Linked DNA regions of Mus musculus: region 1 is linked to region 2. Evidence: chromatin contacts called from public ChIA-PET data. All regions are on one chromosome and are shown on one strand. Each heading gives the region's core, a stretch centred on a gene start, on an enhancer-like site or on the middle of the called end of the contact. The rest is flanking DNA. Distances are from core to core; before and after follow the strand shown.

Region 1 (2,777 bases), core at 235-2,734, 200 kb before region 2:
GCACGGGAGAACGTAGGAAAGGAAGCAGGCGGTGTGAGAAGACTCTCAGGGAGAAAGTCCCAGGAGGAGTACAGGGAAGAAATGTGTGAGCAAGGGAAGAGTCAGAAAAGCCATGGCTAGGGAACAACCGGAATTCCACAGGGACCTTTATCTAAGTCGCTGCTGGACCGCAGGCCTGAGTGGCTCACAGCTGTAGCCAGGACCTCTGCTGCCCTCCTCCCCCGCCCACCTGCCTTGTGGGTATATGTCGCTGAAATTCTAGTCCCGCCCACCTATTACACAATGCTTATCTGGGTGTGATCTAAGGCTGGAATCCATGAAAGGAAGCCTGTGAGTTGGGAAACACTTTTGTGCTTGCTCGGAAGAGGGGATGAGGAAGTTTAAGCATAGAGGGATGCTATGAAACAGAAGTTTAAACTAGTGGACCCAGTCCTTGCCCGACTCCTATAATGTTCAGCTTGTTAAATGTGAAATTGTGGCCTCTCTCCATGGAAAACACAGCACTAAGGCTTTCCTGACCAGGCAAACATCCTGGACATATCAGCTTAAGAGACAGCATCGTCCTTAGGTATCCGCAACTGTTGAGGCAGCTGGCAGACTGAGGCAACCAAGCAAATGGCCACACATAGTCTAAGGGACCAGAAGATGTCTTTTTGACAATATGACTCTTCTGCAAAAATGACAGCCTCTGTGATGTTAAGTGTGAGCTGAACATAGGTGTGGCAGTAAAGCCTATAATCCAAGCACTCAGGAGGACTTCTGAGGTCAAGGCTGGTCTGGCCTACACTGCAAGAGTTTGTGTCAGAAAACAAAGCTGAACAATGTGGCTGCCATTTGTAGGGGAGGTGCCTACTTTTGTTTTCTAAATCCCCAAAGAGAAGAGGCTGTCTGCATCCTATGTGATTACAGCTTCCACTGACTGGTCCACATCCCTCCTATCAGGTAGACGCTGTCATTACTCTATGCTATACCTGCATATCTATGGAGGACATCGCAAAACCAGTGTTAGCCACACAGGTCACAGAGGAGCCACAATGGGGTAATCACCTCACTAGACTGACCACTAGCAAATTAACCAGAAAATAGCAAGAGAAGATGTGTGTGTGTGTGTGTGTGTGTGTGTGTGTGTGTGTGGAACCCTAGGGCACCGGGAAAGCACCAATGCTGTGAAAAGAGTGTGGCACATTAAAAATACAAGGGTCATTTGGTCAGGCGCCTCACTTCTGGCATTTGCACCAAGGTTCACAGTTAGTCACAACTGCTAAGAAATGGGTACTAAAAAAGGCCAGTCAATATAAGTAAGCAAAACCACACGTGGCACACAAAACACTGCAGGTATAATTTGACCTTGAAAGGGAAAACCTGCTATGAGCTAGCAAGAGGAAACTACTTAAATAAACTTGAAACAAGAAGACAAAGGCTGCCTTTCACAGGAACCATGTAAAGTAGCCACATTCATAGAAATAGAAAGTAGAACAAAGGTTAGTGTGGGCTGGGGACAGGGGAGGGTGCTAATGGCTTTAAGGGTTTCACTTTTACAAGAGGAAACTCACAACCAAAGCTGAGCATCTCAGCCGCTTCGAGGTGTAAGTGTGTGTTTTACACACAAACCAATGCCAGGGCACTACTCTGATCTGCGAGTACCTCCAAGGTCACGCAAGTACCTCCAAGGTCACCAAGTACCTCCAAGGTCACCCAAGTACCTCCAAGGTCACACAAGTACCTCCAAGGTCACCCAAGTACCTCCAAGGTCACCCACTTTCTCTCAAATGGCCAGAAGCAAATTATTATCACAGCGGGTCTTAGTAACCAGCATGGAATCTTACTTTTTAGTTTTTTTCCTTTTAAACAAGTCTTGCAATGTGGTACAATCTGCCCTTGAACTCTCTGCTCCTCCTGCCTCAGCCTCCAGAGACTATGGGAGTGCCCTCTCACACCAGGCCTAGAGTTTTGCTTTGCTTTGAAAACAAAGGCTTGCAGGCTGGAACGGGGCAGTGGAAAGAGCCTACAGATTCCCCTCTGGAGCACCACAGCTGGGAAGGGGAGGAGGGCATGAGAGGAAGAGGCCCGGCATGAGGAAGACTTCTGTAAGCCCGCGGCCTCCCAAAGGTCCCATCACTTTGACATCACAGCAGTCCAGAGCTCAGCATCTCCGTGTGGATGTGTGTGGAAAGTTCCCCGTTCTTTTCTGAAGACTCCCACTTCTGCCTTGTGTGGGAGGCCTGAGCTCTGAGGAGCTGTGCAATGCTGCCCCCTCACAGCTCCACAGTGACCATAACACATCTGACACAACAAGGAGCTGAGATAGGGACCAGGCACGGAGCTGAGAGGAGACAAGCAGGGCAGCCCCGCTAGCCCATGCTAGACCATGCTAGCCCATCTCCAAGCATCTGACAGGCTACTCTGTAAATGGTCCCCAAAGAACACTGATCCCAGACTCTTCTAAGTAAAGGACAAATGAAGACTGCTGTGAGCACTGGAGCTATTAAAGGACAAATGAAGACTGCTGTGAGCACTGGGGCTATGGGTCTCGGTCTTCTCATATATAAAGTGAGGCACTATAAGAATTTTCTTGTTTTGTTTAAACATGAAAAAAAAATTCCAGGCTATCAAGAAGAACTTTTTACAATCTATAGCCTTAGGGTATTGATGACAAGATTTAATCAAGTACAAAAAGAATCTTTCCACCTTGCTTACCATCAGTGTCTGTAGAAATGGCTTGGTGCTAAGAGCATGTACTGTTCTTGCAGAGGACACAGTTTTGGTCCCCAGTACCC
Region 2 (2,764 bases), core at 56-2,555:
AAAGCAAAACAAAACCTCCCATGAGGCGCTAGCACTGCCATCCTGTTTCCAGGATGGCCTGACTATTCATTTTCTAGGTGTGAGCGAGCAAAGGCCTCTGCTGAGCCTTCCAGCCTCTATCCAGTCACCAAATGTTTCAGGGACCAACTATAGACATGCAGTACGGCACTACGGTACTACGGTACTATAGACCACGGAAAGCAGCAGAGACACACAGCACCAGCTACATAATTTTCAGGGGGGGCCAGTGCACAATTAGAACGAAAGACTCCGTGTTTAACAATAGAGAATCTCAAAGTAGTGCTTTAAAATACGGCTTGGGCCCTTCCCTGAGTACAGGTTCAGTGGATCTGCGTGGGTCTCACCTCCTGAAGTCAGCCCTGGATACCGACAAATTTTAAACAAACAAGCCTGTAAGGGATTGTCTTTCAATTCCAGGAAGAGCAGGGAACCAAAGGCCTGGGCTGTCTAGAGAGAGAGTTTGAGTTGCACTTGGGAGACAGGAAAGATCCGCTAAGTTCACACAGGAAAAACGACAAGAGAAATAAAGTCAGCAGAACACCGGCAAGAGGAACATTGCGGGAAAGCAACAGGACACGCGAAAGCACAGGTCAGAGAGAACTTGTAGAGGGCAAAGGAAGTGATGTCCGGAGCTGGCCGACTGACTAAGACATTACAGGGGAAAGGCGCAGCTGGGGCCAAAGCGTTCCCTGTCACCTTCCCAGTGGAGTGTATGTTCTCTGGAAAACTCCCTGTCAGCCTGGCCCATCAGGGACCCGGTAGTATCCATGAAATCAGAAAAGGTGGTCTGGACTGTGGAGAAGTCCAGGTCCCGGGAAAGGCGGGACAGAGCGGATTCTGAATGGATGAAGATGCTCAGCCCATCACAGAACCTCAAAAACCTTCTCGTGCGTGGACTACCCCGGGTCCCAGGCCCGCTACATTCACTCTCCACCCCACTCCCCGCCCCCCAGCTCGCTCCTCTACCGGGTCTAGCAGCCGGGCGAGCCACACAGCTGTCTCCAGTCCCGCAACAGCTTATGCCGAGCAGGCACCGTGTGGCGAGGCAGGGAAGGAAAGAAGGAAGCTGGGCCCGGCTCCCTGCCGGACAAGCCACGGCGCCCGAGAACCGAAGAGCCGGAGATCGGCCCTTACCTGGTCCCAACGCAGCCACTGCGCGGTCTCCTGGTCCAGTCGCGCGTCCATACCCAAGCCACTGCCTTCCGGAGCCGGTGTCTCTGTCGGTGTCGCCGCCGCCATCCCGCAGCAGTCACAACCGGGCGGAGGAGGCCGGGTCACCCTTCTGGAGGGGCGGGGAGAGGGCGGGGAAAGAGGCGTAGTCAGAGAGCCGGAGGGAAGAGGACGTGCAGCAGCCCCGCCCGGTTCCAGACTCGCCATTAGTGGGTGTGCTTCCCGGAGGGCCAGGCAATTGGGGAGTGCTTTGTTGTTAGGAGAGCTGGAGGCTCGCCTTACTCTAGTCTCCTAGGCCCTACATACCCAGGGTCCTCCAGCAAACATCAAGTATGCATTTGGTGCCCATCACACCTGAGATGCTAGTCTGACTGCGCTGGGAAGCAGAGCACATTGGCGCAGGCCAGTAGCCACATGGCAGAGGCAGGCAGGTCTCTGTGAGTTAGAGGCCAATCTGATCTACATAGTGAACTCTAGACTAACTAGGGGTACATAGGGAGATCCTATCTCAAAATGTAAATTAAATTAGAGAATAGCAGAGGGGGAAACAAATCTTGAAAAAGAAGAGCCAAGTGGGAAATAAATCAAATAGACCAACGAGCCAGAAATGAGATAACACTTGCAAAGACAGTTTATGTCAGAAGAGCAACCGGAAGGACGAGTTGTAATTTCAAGGCACCGGGTCAACTGGATTTTCACACTAGAAAATGTAAAAAGAATGTCGACTCATCCGCCTGAGGTCGCCACACACAAACGAGAATTCCAGGTCAGCTGGGTGATGTATGTGCACACCTGGCTGGGCACGGGGAAGCACAAGCAAGAATGGTTCTGAGCCGCACATGATGCCTTCCTCGCTCCTGCAGTCCCGACTGTTGGGACTGTTGTGAGTTCAGGGCCTGGCCTACAAAGTGAGTTCCAGTTCACCGTGGGTTCCAGTGTGAGATCTCGTCTCAACAAGCAAACAAACAAACAAACAACCCTAAAACGAAAGAAAAAACAATTAAACAAAAAAAATCCAAAGCAGTTAAGAGCACGGGTTGTTCTTCCAGAGCACCTAAGTTTGATTATCAGCACTAGCATGGCTGCTCAGGATGGTCTGAAACTCCAGTTCCAGGGGATCCTGCATCCTTTTCAGACCTCCATTGTCATATATATCCATGGTGCATAGACATGTATGCAGGCAAAATACAAACATACACACACACACACACACATACACACACACAACTTTTTAAAAGGTTTCTAGCAGATTTAGTCGCAAAAAGCTCCAACCATACACATCCAGATTGCCAACAATAGAATGGATAAATATGTAGTGGTATATTCATTCTAAATCATATACATAAATGATGATCGATAAGCCATGAGTTACACAGCCCAGTGAGAATGAAGAACTGTATACAACTTCATGGATGTAGCTCACAACCATCCCATAGAGTGAAAGAATTCAGACCTCTGACAGACATTGGGTCTGACAGACACTGACTAAGAAAAGCACAAAGAAAGAAAACAAATCAGTATTTTCCAGAACTGGATATGGGGATTCACTGCAAAGGTCACTGGGGGTTAAGGG

The links. ChIA-PET counts read pairs in DNA pulled down with a chosen protein or histone mark.
Region 1: an RNA polymerase II ChIA-PET map of memory CD8 T cells shows a contact between it and region 2, with 155 read pairs. The contact joins the enhancer-like site here to the promoter of Pgm2 in region 2. A contact is called at or near these places in 4 of 39 promoter capture datasets (the C10 cell line, the HPC-7 cell line, cranial neural crest and 1 more), 2 of 484 Hi-C or Micro-C datasets (bone marrow-derived macrophages and differentiating embryonic stem cells), 5 of 115 datasets of contacts at active chromatin or transcription factors (embryonic stem cells, large pre-B cells, memory CD8 T cells and 2 more) and 4 of 9 other capture datasets (adipose tissue, embryonic stem cells, liver and 1 more).

Annotation. Positions count from the first base shown.
Region 1 is chr5:64,295,973-64,298,749 of GRCm38.p6, reverse strand. The region is part of intron 14 of Tbc1d1 (TBC1 domain family, member 1); the gene reads right to left. Among named protein-coding and RNA genes, the nearest start is that of Gm38634, 40 kb to the right of the region's middle. Within about 2 kb of position 1,484, at least 169 of the 459 cell types and tissues checked have an H3K27ac peak or open chromatin away from gene starts, as enhancers often do. A contact at or near this core is called in adipose tissue, bone marrow-derived macrophages, liver and 2 more, where this site is marked.
Region 2 is chr5:64,091,480-64,094,243 of GRCm38.p6, reverse strand. It overlaps Pgm2 (phosphoglucomutase 2), which reads right to left and starts at 1,305. Exons shown (of 14, transcript NM_025700.3): 1 at 1,156-1,305. The coding sequence starts at 1,260.